2 separate regions of the Mus musculus genome follow, and region 2 is linked to region 1. The links are chromatin contacts, called in public promoter capture Hi-C maps. All regions are on one chromosome and are shown on one strand. Each heading gives the region's core, a stretch centred on a gene start, on an enhancer-like site or on the middle of the called end of the contact. The rest is flanking DNA. Distances are from core to core; before and after follow the strand shown. Region 1 holds the start of Alg2 (asparagine-linked glycosylation 2 (alpha-1,3-mannosyltransferase)). Region 2 overlaps Gm46853 (a long non-coding RNA gene).

The links. Promoter capture Hi-C pulls out the DNA fragments that hold promoters and counts their contacts.
Region 2: a contact with region 1 is called in a promoter capture Hi-C map of hippocampal neurons, with 2.4 times the contacts expected there. The contact joins the enhancer-like site here to the promoter of Alg2 in region 1. A contact is called at or near these places in 6 of 39 promoter capture datasets (the C10 cell line, cranial neural crest, frontonasal cranial neural crest and 2 more), 10 of 115 datasets of contacts at active chromatin or transcription factors (acute myeloid leukemia, astrocytes, bone marrow-derived macrophages and 6 more) and 1 of 9 other capture datasets (adipose tissue).

Annotation. Positions count from the first base shown.
Region 1 is chr4:47,471,261-47,475,775 of GRCm38.p6, forward strand. Alg2 (asparagine-linked glycosylation 2 (alpha-1,3-mannosyltransferase)) reads right to left here and starts at 3,107. Exons shown (of 2, transcript NM_019998.3): 1 at 2,679-3,107; 2 at 1-1,198. The coding sequence starts at 3,026. The coding sequence ends at 299. It overlaps Sec61b (Sec61 beta subunit), which reads left to right and starts at 3,401. Exons shown (of 4, transcript NM_024171.2): 1 at 3,401-3,493; 2 at 3,652-3,749. The coding sequence starts at 3,491.
Region 2 is chr4:47,946,454-47,950,798 of GRCm38.p6, forward strand. Gm46853 (a long non-coding RNA gene) reads right to left here. Exons shown (of 3, transcript XR_001784289.2): 1 at 3,204-4,345; 2 at 2,069-2,264; 3 at 1-1,645. Among named protein-coding and RNA genes, the nearest start is that of Gm46853, 5.3 kb to the right of the region's middle. Within about 2 kb of position 2,593, at least 58 of the 459 cell types and tissues checked have an H3K27ac peak or open chromatin away from gene starts, as enhancers often do. A contact at or near this core is called in acute myeloid leukemia, adipose tissue, hippocampal neurons and 1 more, where this site is marked.

The DNA of each region.
Region 1 (4,515 bases), core at 1,857-4,356:
AATCCAGGAAAATAGAGTTAAAATAGTCTGCTAGCAGCAGATTCCTACCATACTTTCAACAACACTCACGAGATACGGAATGATTACAGCATTAAGAATATTTCAGAAATGACAGGTAGGTGTGGTGGACAGGTGGCTCACATTCAAGACTCAAGTCTACTTAAAAAAGAAAATCTCACTAGCACTAGATTCTAGCTCCTTTGTTTCCCCCTTTCTTTTGGTTTCAAAGGCGTTTCTACAACCCATAAGAGGGATCGCAGTGCATGTAGCATACAGACTCTACACTGTACTCTCCTGACTACACCAGCTTCGTGACATACTGGTACAGCTGGTCTGCAAATGCATCAGCTGAAAACTTCTCCGCCACCCTGGCTTTTCCAGCGAGGCCCATCGTGGCTTTTAAGGATGGTTTGTGGATGAACTTCTCCATGGCTTCTGAGAAGTGCACTGGGTCTGGCTCACACAGGAACCCCGTGACCTTGTGGACAATGGACTCCAGGGGCCCACCGTTATTAACAGCGATGACTGGGCACTGCATGTACATGGCCTCCAGAGGGACGATGCCAAAGTGCTCGTTGCTCGGAGTGTAGAGCACACACAAGCAGCCGTGGAGGAGTGAGATCTTCTGTCTGTCCGAGAAGGACCGCAGGAAGGTCACATGACGCTCAAGGTCTGACTCTTGGACCATTTTCTTCAACTCCTTATAGTGCTCCACGTTCTCCGGGATCCTATCGTCATAACCACCGGCCATGAAGAGATGAACCTTATCCCACTCTTGAGATGGTAACCGATTCCGAAGCTGCACCAAGGATCTCAGTGCCAAGGGCAGATTTTTCTTCCTTTCGTATCGGTTGATAGAGAGGAACAGGAATTGCTTCCCCTTGGGGACGAGGTCATCTATCTTTTCAGGAATAGCCAAGTCAAAGCTGCCGATATTCAGAGATGGGTAGAGCACATCAGGATTTCTGTGAGACAGGGTCTTGAAGGTTTCTTTAAAGACGGAAGCAGTGTACTGGCTGTTGACCAAGATGCGGTCTGCCATGCCTGTGGTGTATTCCTCGATCCAGTCGATGGGGGCCCTGTAGAACTTCTTCAGAGCTGAATTTCTCTGAGTAAGCAGCAGATCTGGGAAGTGACAGTAAAATAGGACCCTCTTACGCCGTCTGGCCAGTTTGAACACCGGGATACAGGCAGACACCTAACCAAGGTAAAACAGTAGATAAGTGACTGGTCGCCTTAACCTCCTTGGCCATAAGCCTTTTCCTGGTTGACTAGCTGCCTGGTATTACTGAATCCATAGGACCTGGGTAAATGTCTGCATTAACCATGAACATACGGCTTCCTCAGGGTGGTTCAGTGCAACTCAGGATCATAATTAAAGATTCCCTGGAGCAACTGTGGCTATTTCCACATGTCAGCTTAGATAAGAGCACTGGGTAGCCAAGTATAGACCTTGGAAGAATAAGGTGACATCATTGTAAGTAAAGGCTGGAAACTGTTACTGACATTTACAATGACCATGACTATCAGGAGATTCCTCAGAGGACTGTAAGAAGTGAAATAAATGCAGTATTAGGATGTCATATCTAGTGTCACACCTAGGATCACACACACACACACACACACACACACACACAGCAATGTTAGTGTCTTTTAGGGAAGACTGAAATATTTACAGGACAGGGGACTTTCCAGTCACTGAAGAGACTGATGTGGATCTTGAATATCAATAAGCAAGATGTTTCAAATTTTTGCAGAACAAAAGCAAAAAGTCCAACAGCAGGTAAACTGGATCCCAGCTGTGTACATATAAGATGTAGCAGGAAACAGACACATATACTACCAGGGCCACACATCACTTCTGGAAGGATGCAGAAGACACTGTTGACAATGGCTCGCCCTCTCAAGGATGGGGACAGGGAATTTTTACATTATACTTCCTATTTGAACTTTTACTCCTGAGTAAATGTTACTTCTTAATTAAAAAAAAAAAAACACTGAGGACTGAGGGTTGGCTCCAGGAATGTTGGGTATGGCAGTGCACACCTGTCCAAAAGTCTAGCTCAATCTTTCAGTTCCAGGTTCAGTGAGAGAGCCTGACTCCAATGTTCAGGTGAATATTAGCTGACCTCTGGTTTTGATATGCAAGCTCAGACACTTGTATAGACAAAATAACTGGATTTTTCTCCAAAGACCAATGGGGACCCTAATGGGGAAACGATATGTTTAGCTTGACTTTAATCCGTGGCACTGCTAAGTACTGGAATGGCAGTATTAGAAAGACTGGAAGGGTGGGATGGATGGGACCTGAAAGCAGAGACAAAGGAATAACGGAGAAGAAAGAAGAGTAAATTGAGTCACATACAAGGTGTGGCCGGAAGTCGTCTTTTAATGCCAGCAACCACCTGGATCCAATCATTTTAGTCCCAAGGCTAAACATTTAAAATGCAGACACATAAGCCCTACCTCAAGGATCTTCAACGAAAGGAAGGGGGCGGGGGAGAGATGTCCCTGAGATCTGCCATTTTAAAGGGTCTATCCATACTAAAATTGGTGGCCGTTCTCTCCCTGGGGACTCCTGCTGGACAGTTCCTAAAAACCTAGAACAGCGGTCCCTCCCCCCCTCTCGGCGCCGCCCCCCCCCCCCCCCCCCAGCCAAGAATTGGTGGCGGCCTCACCTGGTCGCACACCACCACGTCGAACTCCTCGCCGGAGAGAAACAGCACGTAGAGCGCCAGAAAGACCATGCGCACGTAGGAGCAGATGGCGGCGCCGCGGCCGCCCCAGCCCAGGCTGCGAGGCAGCCAGTCCCCTGCGCATTGCACCGAGAGCTCGCGGGTCTCGATGAAGCAGTGGTTCGGGTCGTAGTGCGCGGTCCATATCTTCACATCACAGCCGTACTCCTGCAGCGCCAGCGCCGCGTCCAGCACTAGGCGCTCGGCTCCGCCTATACCCATGTCTGGGTGCAGAAACAGCACAGATGGGCTGTAAACCCGGGAACGGGCTCGGTACAGGTTTTCGGCCATGGTAGATGAGCCGCGCTTGCGCTCTCCGCGCGAGCTTCTGCAAGCTCCTGCAAGCTCCGCCCCTGGCCCCCTCTGGCTACTGAAAGCCGAGCCAGCGCAACTACGCCTGCGTTAGTTTAGGCCACATCAGCGATAAGCTTGTGGGCGCTAAGAAAATGCCTGACTCAATTTCTCATGTGGACCTGTCCAAAGCTTGCAATTTGGTGATGTTTGACCATATTAAGCACGCTAAATAAATTACATAAAAGAAGCGAAAGGGCTGTACTTTCACACGGCCCAGTTGTTGTCGGCGTAATCTTTACAGGCATATCTCAGGACAGCCCAGTCATCCAAGAGTCTGCGAAGGCCCTGCCAGCCGGCCGGGGGGCGGTGCCAGAGCCTGTATCTACGAGAGTTCTGAGTGCTCGGCAACTTCACGACTTCCCTCTTCCTGCCTCCTGTGCCCACCGTTCTTAGGCATCAGCATGGTGCGCGGTCCCCGCTTCCATGGGGTGCACTAGCCCCTATCTTGGTCTTCCTTTCTGGGACCTCATTGCTCTTCCCAGCTTCTCGGGTGGGTGTGGGGTCGGGGGTGTGAAGAGGATTTGACCCGCGATGTTCACTGTTTGTCTGCTTCCCTCTGCAGCCGGGTCCAACGCCCAGTGGCACCAACGTGGGCTCCTCTGGCCGCTCTCCCAGCAAAGCGGTGGCCGCACGGGCTGCGGGATCCACTGTTCGGCAGAGGTAAGTGGCTGGGGGCTTGCGGGGGACGCCCGGTTATGGCTGGAGGAGGCTAGGTACCCAGGGTTGCATTGCATTGCTGGAAGGAGGAGTTCCAGGATGGAAAGATTAATAGGGGCCGAGTGAGCCCGAGCTGACGTGGCCATCTAGTTAGTTAAAGGCCCTTTAGGAGGGAGGCATGGTTTTCCTCTCCTTGATCAGCTGCACGCACCACTTTAGTTAAAGGTAAATTAGACTAGGATCAGGAATAACTTTAGGAAAAGCGTTGGCATAAAGCTGGTGTGTCTGAGGCTTTACCTTTCAGTCTTCCATATGGAGGTCCCATACACACTCAGTTTAACAAAATGTGTCTTACACAGTCTGTCACCCTGGTTCCCCATCCCAGCTGTGTGTGTGTCTTTCTTTTTAAGTCTATTTTGTGTATGTGTGTGTATTGCACGCACCTGTGTGTGTGTGTGTGTGTGTGTATGTATGTGTGTGTGTGCGCGCGCGCATCTCTTTCTTGCCTGGTGTCCTTGGAGGTCACCTGAAACTGCAGTTATGAATGATTGTGAGCTACCATATGAGTACTGGGGACCGATTTGGGGTTCTCTGCAGGAGCAACAGGTATTCTTAACCTCTCAGCCACTTTTCCAGCTTCAGGGTCTCCTTATTTTTAAATGTCACTGCTTATTTATAGAAATCTAGAAACTCCAGTTATTTATCTTTTTTAATTTGGTGTGTCTTCTCTGTACAGTCATATGCCATATTTCATAGGAAGACCTCACTA
Region 2 (4,345 bases), core at 1,343-3,842, 470 kb after region 1:
AGCTCAAGACATGAAATTTAAAGTCGAGAAAATTTTGTGTAACAGAAACCGTTGATATTTAGAACCAATGAGAACCCGATAGCTACTCAGTCATACAGAAAGCAGACGAGTTTCTGTGCCCATAGGAACGGCTTTGTGACAAGTTTTGGAATGTACAAAAACATGAGATGGAAGAGCGTTGGATCTACCGATAGTTCTGTGAGGGATCAGTGGACCATGGAAATGAAGCCTAAGTGCATATCTCTCCATCTTTACACATATAAAACGTCCCCTCCCAGCAGCAGTATTGGGGATGGCAGGCACAGTTGACTTGCAGAGAGATACCACCCTCCACTTAGCTCAGAAATCTATAAAAACAGTCCTTTCCACATACTCAGGATAGCTCCCTCCCTTCTCTAAGAACTGTTAATATTTCTTCTTTGTTAAAAAAAAAAGTCAGTCTTCTAGAAGTCGGTCTCCAGTATGCACACACGTGTAAGCAACTGCAGCTGAATACTACTGTTTGTTGTTACAAAAGATGGTGGGTAAGTGTGGGCTGCTTCCTACACCAGGCTCCACAGATCTTCCACTTCCTAGTATGTAGCTCTACCCTGAGGCTTCATGATTTCCCACAGTGAGGTCCCCAAAGGCCACCTCTCTCCTACAGCCCCCTGATATAGCTGCTCACCCTCACAGACTGCTTCTTCAAATGTGTCCCCAGTGTCCTGGGGAAATGATATCCCCTGCCACCTGCCTTCTCTCTCACACCAGGTCCCTTTGTTCTTTATTGATCTTAGTAGGTGAAATTTCCCCATGGCAGACAGAATCCTCACCACTCCCAGAGAGAATCAGTATTGTTTCCCAAAGGAGGCCTCTCTCCCTCTTTGACTTCTCCCAACAATTCCCTCTACAATCTGTTGCAGTATTTTCCAAAGAATAGTCCCAGACTCCCTGAGCCAAGAGACTAGGTCTGGGCAGAGATTCTAACAAGCTGCCTGGGAGAGTTCGCAGCACGAATAAGTTTAAGGATATGCACCCGTCCACTGAGAGGGAACATCTCCATAGTCCTGGCTTCTGTCCCTGGGGATGCTCAGTGGTAGAGAAGGTCAGGCTTGGGGTCACAGATAGGTCAGATCGGGTCCAGGTTCTGAGAACATCAGTATTTTAGGAAATGAAGAAATGTCCAAACTGCATTACAAAATCTAGGATAGATCCTAAATAGTTAATATGAATAGATACATTGTTACATAATGACAGAAGCATGGATATACACAAGTGTATAAATTACAAAATTCACAGCACCCAATACAGTCACCCTGTCAAGGGGCACAAGTTTCGAGTCAAGTGTGACTTGGTTTTGTTTTCAATCAGAGCCAGTGTATATCTAAGCCCATTTGGAAAGAATATCAAAAGCCCGAATTTTGAGGCTGTTTCTGAAGGTGAGACTTGACGATGTGACCCTTTCGATGAGGGTCTTTACTCTGAAAACAGTGAACATACCCTTCCATGAATGTGCTTCTGGACCAGGGTAGTGAAAGAAAAGTTCACACTCCGGAAGAAGAGGTACGCCACCCCCACGCAAGCAGTAAGCTGGAATCACTGATGGCTGCAGTCTTTTAACCACGCTGTTCTGCCTCCGGGAAAGTCTGACTCAGCTGATCCACTCCTAGGAGAAGAAACCAGATTCGCTGGGTCAGGTCTGCTCTCCACCGTCGACACACATTTTTCTTATCCCTTTCCCTGCTTGAACCCCATCTTGTGGGCAAGACTTGGTTACACTTTCCAGCCTGATCTCTATTGTGTGACAGAAAATGCAGGGAAGCTGGAATGACTGTCTGGGCCGCGTAGCACTTTTTACAGCCACGACAATAGGCAATGAAAAGTTCCCTTGGAAGAGGTGGATGGCAGAGTCCCAAGTCCCTCCTCACTGAGCCATAGCACCCTGGAGGGCTGGGGTTTGTATACAGGAAGGGAGGCTGCTCTGGCTGCCTTGGTGACAATCTACCTCCAAGCCCACCTCATGTGAATCCTGGCAACCAATGCCACTCACTAAGGAAGAGACGTGCGCTAAGGGGAGGAGCAGACATACCTTGGGACGCACTGTGACCCAGAGGAGGCAGGATGCTATCTGAATGGCCTTTGGAGTTGTGTGTTTTTTTTTTTTTTTTCCTCTAGGGATATTTTTTTTCTCCCCAGAGAAAAATAAAAATCTTCTCCACACCTGAAGGCTCTCTGCTTCGCTGCCATCGCGTCCTCGGAAAGCAGGTCTCCTTGGTAACTTGTTCCTGGGTTCAGAACAGAGGAAAAAGCCTGAGGCAGATGCCTCCAGCAGCCAGGGGTGAGGACAAGGGTCTCCACACAGACTCCTTCCTCCCCCAAACCCCGGCTGTTCTGGCACGTCAAGCCATCCATAACCGTGCATTTATTTAGCTGTGATATTTCATCCCCATTAAGCCACAAAGAAGAGACGATTCTCTGATTTTATTTATAACCTGAAGGGATTATTTTTGAGTTAAGGCTTTAAGAATTCAGATCTATCAGGAAAGAACAGCTTGTGTAACGAACTTCCTGTTTTCATCATATTTGGACACCGAGCCTCCTTGTTGCCTGTTATTATTACACAGTTAATATGAACTGCCTGGCGTTTATTTTTAGCAGGGCTGACTCTATTGTAAGGACTGCATAACTGCTTTCAAAATGGGAAAATGTAATTACGGGATCTAACACTAAGTTGGGGATATTCTTAGGTCCTTTCATGAGGCAGTGGCTGAAAAAAATGAAAATAGACCATTTTAAATGGCTAAAGAAAACAGAGTTATTTGATCCAAAATAGCCCATTGAGCCTTTTACAAACTACACACTTCACAGAATAAAGTCTCACTTGAGTTGAAGTGACCTAAGCATGATTTATTTCTTGAGAGTAGCAGGAGAGTAAGAGAGAAAATCGGTAAAGAAGGAAGGCAGGAAGGGTGTGACATCCTTTACAGACTAGAAAATTATTAAGATGGCCCTAGGAAGTCCCAAAACACCTACAAAGGAGATGAGACCAGGAGAAAATAAATGTCCACAACTTCATGTCCTCTGCAGTGTGTGCAGGGCAGGCAAGGCCACTGCTTCCTGGGCACAGATGAAGTCCCTGGGCAGTGTACTGCATAGGATTGCCTCTTCGCACTTGCTGTGACCTGAATTTAGTCTTTCCCACAATCCACTCTGTCATTACCCACCTTGTCCACGGCTGTTCCTGCTTTCCATCCCATTATTCCTTCATTCACTCAACAACAAAACTCTTTTTTGAATGTCCAGATATGCCAGCCTCTGGGTACTCTCCAGATATATTGGTAGAAATATATGTTCTAGAAGCACAAAAGGGAGATACCTAACCCAGGGGGTGGGGTGGGGAAAGCCCCCTGGGGAAGATGACATCTGAAACAGAGTCTGAACTGCAAGTTGGACTTATCCTGGGAAAATAAAATACAAATAAAAAACATTATAAACCAAAGAAGAACCTTCGGGGAGAGATCCAGTCATGACAAAGTCTGTGGCAACATCAAGTGGAAAGTGAATGAGAAGAATAAATAGGGTGAAAGCTATAGGGTCAGTGAGGGTTTTGTCATAGAGAGAACAATGAAAACATGTTTCTGTAAACCTGTGAGTGATGGTTTAAGTAGTCCTGTGGCTGCACTGCTGTGTGAATGGACAGACAAGACAGGGTACGCGCGCGTGCACACACACACACACACACACACACACACACACACACTCAACTACCATTTGGTCTTAGTAAGGAAGGGAATTATATAGTCTATTCTCCAACACAGACAAACCTTGAGAACATTGTGTTAATGAAATAAGCCAACTACGAAAAAAAAAAGTGTTGTATGATTTTACTTATATGTAAAAAATTTTAACTCCAAGACTGAGTCAAATTGTAATTTTTAGAGCCAGAGGAATTACCGTTGAATGTGGTCATAGTTTGATACAGTGGTAATAACTGGCTAACAATATGAATGTACTCGATGCTACTGAACTGGGCCCTGAAAAATGATTAAGGTTTACGGGATTCGAGTTTTATCACAAGCTTTCCATTTTATATGGAAAGAGATATCACCGCAGTTGCCAGATTGGTCTGTCTAGAGAGTGAGAGGGAGGAGGGAAAGGAGAATACAAATCAGGAGACCAGTTCATTAGTAGCTCTTGCAATTATAGGACAGATAAAAATTACTTGAACTTAGGCTATATATAAATAAAGACAAAGGAATAAAGCTGAGATTCCTTTTGGCTGTAGCACTATAAGAAAAACAAAAGGATAAAGTCCAGATTTCTGGCCTAGAAACTAGATGGATGGGAATTGAATCTGGTCACTAGG